2 separate regions of the Oryctolagus cuniculus genome follow, and region 1 is linked to region 2. The links are chromatin contacts, called in public Micro-C maps. All regions are on one chromosome and are shown on one strand. The core of a region is the stretch at or near the end of the contact, and the rest is flanking DNA. Distances in the headings are between cores, read along the strand shown.

The links. Hi-C and Micro-C count contacts between places; a contact is called where the count stands out from the background.
Region 1: a contact with region 2 is called in a Micro-C map of ear pinna, with 3 times the contacts expected there. The contact joins the promoter of MCRS1 here to the promoter of SPATS2 in region 2. A contact is called at or near these places in 2 of 6 Hi-C or Micro-C datasets (ear pinna and an unstated tissue).

Annotation. Positions count from the first base shown.
Region 1 is chr11:52,954,496-52,958,092 of mOryCun1.1, forward strand. It overlaps MCRS1 (microspherule protein 1), which reads right to left and starts at 1,403. Exons shown (of 15, transcript XM_051845445.2): 1 at 689-1,403.
Region 2 is chr11:52,782,146-52,786,101 of mOryCun1.1, forward strand. SPATS2 (spermatogenesis associated serine rich 2) reads left to right here and starts at 2,556. Exons shown (of 13, transcript XM_070052194.1): 1 at 2,556-2,697; 2 at 3,411-3,538.

The DNA of each region.
Region 1 (3,597 bases), core at 153-2,652, 170 kb after region 2:
CCAGGAGACAAAACTCGTGCCGGTCTATCTCACTGGCTTTTGGTTTTACACTCACGGCTGATATAGGCCATTTTACAGGTACCTTATGCAAAGTAGAAAATGGGTGTTCGGGGGACTGCGAGTACCAACGGCCCCCACGGGGAGGGGGCTGCTCCTAACAACCCCCCCTCCCCGAGAAGTTAGGCACCGGGCTTCTCGGGGTCCGCCCCTTCTGGCCCGGGTGGCTCTGGGCGCAGAGTCCGGGCCCCGGCCCCGTGTGTGCCCCTCGCGCCCCGCCTTCTTCCCCCGGCCCTCCGCCCCGAGAGGTTTGGGGGTTCGGTACAGGACCCTTCACGGGCTCAGGGGTGGAGTGGGGAAGTCAGTTCTGCAACTCAGAGCAAAGCACCAAGCGAACCCCGACGCTCTCACAAGCCCAGATTCAGGCACACAAGTTGGTGGCGGGGAGAGCGCGGTCCACTCGCAAGCCAATTTTCACCCCACCTTCTGCATGCCACCTGCGCGCATGCGTAACACCTCCGGCCAGATTCCGGCCGGGTCCGACTGACGCATGCGCAGATTTTCGGGGCGCTACCTGGGCGGGGCCCCAAACCTTATGCGTGGGGGGGGTCGTCCCCCGCGGCACTCCGGGAAACTCCATTTCACCCCCAACTCCGCTCAGAACGCTCAGAGGCGAACCGCGAGGTCTCACCATTCCTAGGCCGCCAGCTCCCAACAATTTCTCCGTGGCGACGGCGGCAGCCGCAGGGCCAAAGCCGGCTTCCGTGAGGTACGTCTACTTCCGGGTCAGACACGAAGGGCTGGGAAATCTCTTCCGGTTCTTCCTGTGGGCGGGGTGGAGGGGGTGTGGCGATGGCTGCGGAGGTGGCACCTGTTTGCCAACAGCCCGAAGTGAAAGGTTTCCTAATCGGAAGAGCCTATAAAGGAAGCGTCAGGGGTTCTAGGCTGCAGGGAGTTGGGTGGGGGGCTGATCTACAGCGGGCGCGGAGGTTGATGTCTGCAGCGGCTGCAGGAGCCTGTGAAAGCAGCGACCCCGGGAGAAGGAGCGGTGCCCAGGGGTCCAGTCATCCCGGCCCAGAGAAACCGCTGGAAGCATTTTCGAAGGAGAGACGTCTGGGGCTGTGAGAGATGCCTGCGAAAGCTAGAGCAACTGTCCTCTTAAAAGGAGGGCTCGGTTGGCGTCTCGAGCGGGAGTGTCGGGTTCCAGCTTCCTGCTGGTATGCATCGTGGGAGGCTCTGGTGCTTGCGTCTCTGCCACCTGCGTTGTGAGAACTGCCTGGAATCCCTGGCTCCTAGCCTGTGCTTGGCTATTGTGTGCATTTGGGGAGTGAACCAGCCGATGAAGCTCGCTCGCTCTCTCTGGGTCTCTGCCTTGCAAATAAAACGAACATAAAGATGTTTTTAAAAAGAACCCGCTCTTCATCTACTGTCTTGTGAATTTGCTTGATGAAGGGTTGCAAGTCTTCTGATGCAGTGTGCTGGGCTGTACACTGTGTACGGTGTTTCTACTGGAGAAGTTACCAGGAAAAGTTCCCTGGAAAGAGGTGACAATTGAGTTGAGACTTATTGGTTGATAAGGGACACCAAAGCCAGGAACCCGCAGCTTCATCTGAGTGTCCCATGTGGCACGGAGCAGGGGCCCAAGGACTTTGGTCATCAGCTGCTGCTTTCTCAGGCTCATTAGTAGGGAGCTGGGCCACAGGGCTGGCCCCTTAATTTTTTTCTTCTAAATTTTTTTTTTTTTTTTTTGACGGGCAGAGTGGACAGTGAGAGAGAGACAGAGAGAAAGGTCCTCCTTTGCCGTTGGTTCACCAATGGCTGCCGCGGCCGGCACGCTGCAGCCGACGCACCGCGCTAATCCGATGGCAGGATCCAGGTACTTATCCTGGTCTCCCATGGGGTGCAGGGCCCAAGCACCTGGGCCATCCTCCACTGCACTCCCGGGCCACAGCAGAGAGCTGGCCTGGAAGAGGAGCAACCGTGACAGAATCTGGCGCCCCGACCGGGACTAGAACCCGGTGTGCTGGCGCCGCAAGGCGGAGGATTAGCCTAGTGAGCCGCGGCGCCAGAGCTAAGATTTGTTTTATTTATTTGAAGGGCAGAATGACAGAGAGGAAGAGCCAGAGAAAGATCTTCCATCCACTGGTTCATTCCCCAAATGTCCACAATGGCCTGGGAAATCCAGGAATCTGGAATTGCATCCAGGTCTTGCACATGGGTGGCAGGGGCCCAATCACCTAGGCTATCAAATGCTGCCTTCCCAGGTGCATTAGCAGGGAGCAGGGTTGGAAGTGGAGCAGCCAGGACTCGAACCAGTGATCTGATTTGGGGTGCCAGTGTTGCAAGCACTGGTTTAACCCACTGCAAGAGTGCCAGCCACAGTCCTTAGTATGTTTTTATTTTTATTTTATTTTATTTAAAAGAGTTACAGAGAGAGGTAGAGACAGAGAGAGAGAGGTCTTCCATCCACTGGTTCACTCCCCAAATGGCTGCAACAGCTGGAGCTGAGCTAATCCAAAGCCAGGAGCCAGGAGCCAGGAGCTTCTTCCAAGTCTCCCATGCAGGTGCAGGGGCACAGGGAGTTGGCCCATCCTCTGCTGCTTTCCCAGGTGCATTAGCAGGGAGCTGGATCAGAAGTGGAGCAACAGGGACTGGAAGTGGTGCCCATATGGGATGCTGGCTATGCAGGCCGGGGCTTTAACCCACTAATCCACAGCATGGCCCCAGTATCTTCTAATGTATGCTGTAACAAATTTTTCTGTGTATTATATGTCCCCCAACAATAGAATGTAAGTTCTATGAAGTCAGGTTTTTTGTCTGTCTTGTTCATGGCCATAGTAGGTACTTTAATAAATATTTATTGAGTAAATGTCTTGAATTTACTGCAAAGGAGAAGTCTGGGTGGACACTGTGGCGCAGTGGGTTATGGAACCACCTGCATTCCACATTGGAGTGTTAGTTTGAGTGCCAGCTACTCCTCTTCCAATCCAGCCTTCTGCTAATTGCATCCTTGTAGGTAGCAAATGATGGCCCAAGTACTTGTGTTCCTCCCACCCATGTGTGAGACCCAAATGGAGACCCAGGCTTCTGACTTTAGCCTGGCCCAGCCCTGGCTCTTGCAAGCACCTGGGGACACGAACCAGAAGTCTGGGTGCTGGCATCCCAGATGGGCACTGGTTTCAGTCCCAGCTGCTCCACTTCCGATCCAGCTCTCTTGCTATGGCCTGGGAAAGCTGTAGAAGATGGCCCAGGTCCTTGGGCCCCTGCACCCATGTGGGATACCTGGAAGAAGCTCCTGGCTCCTGGCTCTGGACTGGCACAGCTGCAGCAGCTGTAGCCATTTGGGGAATGAACCAGTGGATGAAAGACCTCTCTCTCTGTCTCTCCTTCTCTTCGTAATTCTACCTCTCAAATAAATAAGCCTTCTTAAAAAAAAATCTCTGGGAAGAGCAGGTTTATATAGGGACAGGAACAAAGAATTCTGTTTTAGATATGTTAACTTTGAGATACCTGTAAGCTATTTTTACTATTTTACTACTATTTTTAGTATCGTGTTGAACACATTCCTCATGGACTAGTTATATACATTACAGAGTTATT
Region 2 (3,956 bases), core at 1,306-3,805:
GGGGGGGGGGTCTTCCATCCCCTGGCTTACTCCCCAGATGACCGCAATGGCTGGAGCTGTGCCAATCCGAAGCCAGGAGCCAGGAGCCTCTTCCAGGCCTCCCAGTGGGTGCAAGGGCCCAAGGACTTGGACCATCCTCCACAGCCTTCCCAGGCCATAGCAGAGAGCTGGATCGGAAGAAGAGCAGCCAGGACTCAAACCGGTGCCCACATGGGATGCTGGCGCTTCAGGTCAGGGCTTTAACCCACTGTGCCACAGTGCTGGCCCCTAGGGCTCTCTTAGGAGGGATATCATGTCTTTCTCAACAGGCTCTAAGGTTTTCCAGAATGGGGATTTATTTTCCAAAGAATATGTATTGGTTTTATAGCAGCAGCAGGCCCATAATAAAAGACTTCCCTGAGTGGCTTTTGGTTAATGAAATTGGTCATCGTGGAATAGGATTGGAGGCTCAGTTCCTTATGCTCCCGGGTCATATCATCCTGCTCCTTCCCTACATAGGTTGGAAGGGGAATTGGGAAAGCATTAGTCACTCATGTGTGTGTGTTTATGTGTGTGCATGTTCCAGCATCACTTAGAACTTTTCTGCTTCAACATTTATCATGTTATTGTACTTATTTAATAGCTATCATCCTCCTTAACAACTGGATGCCTTCCTTGGGGGTAGTAATCCGCAATGCTGTTTTATTTATTTATTTTTCTAAGTGGCCTAATATCCAGAACAATACCTACCACTCTTAGGCATTTACATCAACTTAGTGACTGAAGAGAGACAAGACATTGGGAGGGTGTGACTCTACTTGAATCGTTTGTCTACAGTGACACATGGGACCAGTGCCTTAACCAGCGGGATGATATAGTCTTCTGCTTATTTAGATCTGTTAAATTATATTGCTGGAGTAGATCGGGCATTATATTAACCAGGGGTCTGTGGGCTTTATTTATCTATTTTTTTAAAAGACTTCCCTATTTATTTGAAAGGCAGAGTTACAGAGAGATAGGGAGAGACCCTTCGATCTGTTGGTTCACTCCCCAAATTGCCACAAGGGCCAGGGTGAAGCCCGGAGCTTCCTCTGGCTCTCCCAGGGTGGGTGGCAGGGGTCTAGGCACCCAGGTCATTCTTCCAGAGGGTTTTTGACCCCCGAACTCATGCAAAGTTTGAAGCCACAAGACCAGATGGGCTGGTAGAAATCTACTCTACCACTCAATTGCAGGCAGTGACTGGAATAGCAAACGTGTGGAAGCCCACACTACAGTGCACCAGTGGTGTCTAGCTATACATTTTACACACTCTCGAACTGGGGGCTGCTGCCTGTTCAACCTCCGCTTGGCCTCAAAAGATAACAAAGTGGCGACAGATTCTGATTCATCTTTTCAGGCTGTTTCACCAAATCCCAGCCTCTAGCTCCTCCTAACGGACCTCTGACCGTGAAGCAAGCACCTCACACAAGCAGAAAAAAACACACACGTTTCTGGCCATGAAGATAGCGGGGGTGGGGTATTTAATACAAAAAATTCGACCACAGCCTTAGGGAGGGAACGTAGCCGGCCGGGCAGATTGGAAATCCGACTCTAGCAGGGAATCTTCAATTCGCTCCCGCCCCGAGGTTATCTCGGGCCAAGCTGGTGCACCCCCAACATCCACCCCCGCCACCCGCCTCCAAGGACTTCCGCCTTGTGCCCAGGTGCTGGCGAGTCAGCCGCAGGACGCTCTCTGCTTTGGGAGAGTAAAAGCAAGGTCCAAGAGGAGACCAAGGAGGAAAGTGGTGGAGAGTCCTCCTGGCGGGGTCCCAAAGCGGAGCAGGGGCTGGTTGCAGAGCATTTCGCGGCCGGGACTAGAAACAAGCCGCGCGCCAGGCTCCCCTCCCTCCACCCGCCTTCGGCCAGCTCCGGACAGTTTCGGCTGTTTCCGCCAGTTCCCGCTCGGGCCCTTCGCTCCGGCGCGCGCGCTTTCCCCTGCCTGCCCGCCGCCCCTCAATATACGGGCCCGGGCCGTTCGGCACGCGGACGCGACCTCGTGTCCCACCGTTCCCCCTTTTTCATGCAGTTAAGCCCCCGACCCGCTTCTCCTCAGTCATTTTTAGCGACCCCCCGACGACGCCCAAGCTCCCGCAGCTCCAGCGCGCGAGGCGGCGGCGGCGGCGGCGTGAGGCGCGCACGACCAGGGCTTGAAGGGGCGGGGATGGAGGGTTGGGATAACTCGACTCGCCCGCAGCCCCGCGTCTCCCCAGCTCGAAGGCGTCCGGCCCGCGGGCCGCCTCCCGCTCCGGCCTCATTCGCGCGCCCGTTGGCTGCAACGGCCTCGAGCCCGCTGCGAGCACGCGCGCCCTGCGCTCTGGCTGGCCGGCGCGCACGCGCTCGCGAGGGCGGGCGCCGGGGCGGGGCGTGCGGCTCGAGCCCCGGCCGAGGACCGGGTCGGTGTGGATCGTCGGGCGCTCCGGGCCCCCCAGCCGCGGCTGCGATTCGCCGCCCGCCCGCCGCCCGGCCCTGAAGGGAAGCGGGGAAGGCGGCGGTGGGGGCGGGGCGGCGTCGGGCTCTGGCGAGCTGGGGGCGGGGGAGGAGGAGGAGCGCGGCGGCGCCCGTGGCGGCAGTGGGAGAGGAGGAGGCGGAGGATCGCCTTTCCTCTCAGACGCGGGAGCGTCCGGGGCGCGGAGCCCGGAACTGGGAGGACGCGGCCACTGCGGGGTCCGGCCGGGCCAGGTGAGGCTTGGGCTTGCTGTGCGGTGGCGGGGTCGGCGGGGAGCGGACCCGCGATGCGGGGAGCGGACTCTCGGGAGGGAAAGGGGGGAAGGGACAGTTGTTGGGGGTGGGGTGTGGCGAGGAGGCGCTGAGCCCTTTTGGGGGGACCCAAAGTGCCCTGAGGGTGGGAGGTGTCCGAGGTCCGTGGGGGCGGGCGAAGCGCCCGGGTCCGAGTTGGGGAGTTTCCAGACAAGATCGGGGAACAATGGAGAGAGGGGCTCCTTGGTGTAGAGTGTGTGCGGGGTGCCGGATTTTAAGTAACGAGGGAGAAGCGAGAAGAGAATGAAAGAATGGATCGTTTGGCATGTGAAGTGCTACGAGTTGGGGGCTACGTGGTTGTCGGGGGTCCTTGGGATTTGGGGGGGCGCTTTTTTAATGGGATTTCAGAATAAAGGCTAAAAGGGTTGTCTTGGGATTGAGGAGGGTGATGGAAGGGAAAAATGAAGAAAAGAGAGGCGGTTTGGGTTTCAGTTAAAGCAGAGAGATCCAGCCCAGGGTAGGTGGACCAGGGTCATGTCTTTCTCCTAATTCAGCCAGGGCGATTGGGTTCTTTGAAAAAGTGCATCTTTGCCTCTGGCTTTTTCCCCTCTGCCGAAGAGTACAAGCCAGCTTTTCATACTTTGATGATCATCGATAAAGCATTCCCTGTAAATACTTATTTCCTCTCTGTTCAGCAGGTTCCGAACGTCATTTACCTGTGGTTAATGAAGCAGGAGAGAACAGATCACCAAAAATATCTTGCTTTGATTGCGGGTGTTGGAGGGAGAACTAAGAGCTTGTTTATTTTCGGTTGGACCAAAAGGTAATGAATCGCCTTGACAAAAAAATCTGAGTTGTCTGTACTTTGTTAGAATTGCAGTTTCTCACTGAGAAAATGTTCGTGTACCATCTGCTCCTAGTTTCAGACTCTCGGGAGGAGTTGTGTCTTGATGCTGGCTTCAAATTACCAGGCTGTCTCATACCTTCCAGAGTGACTTAAGGTGATTTGAGAATATGGTGGGAAAGTATGTCTGGGGCTCTGCTTTTTGCATTGCCTCACTACTGGGCTGTCCAGACCAGATTTGGAATGGTCCTAAGTAGCAAATAGCTGATTTTGGAAAATTCAGTTACCATTATGTATTCATAAATAGCCCATGTTAAGCTTTTTGTTTGTGAGGCATGAGTTTTGCTGACTCATCTAAGTTTTCTGGGTACTCATCAGTTTATATTTCTCAGCTGAG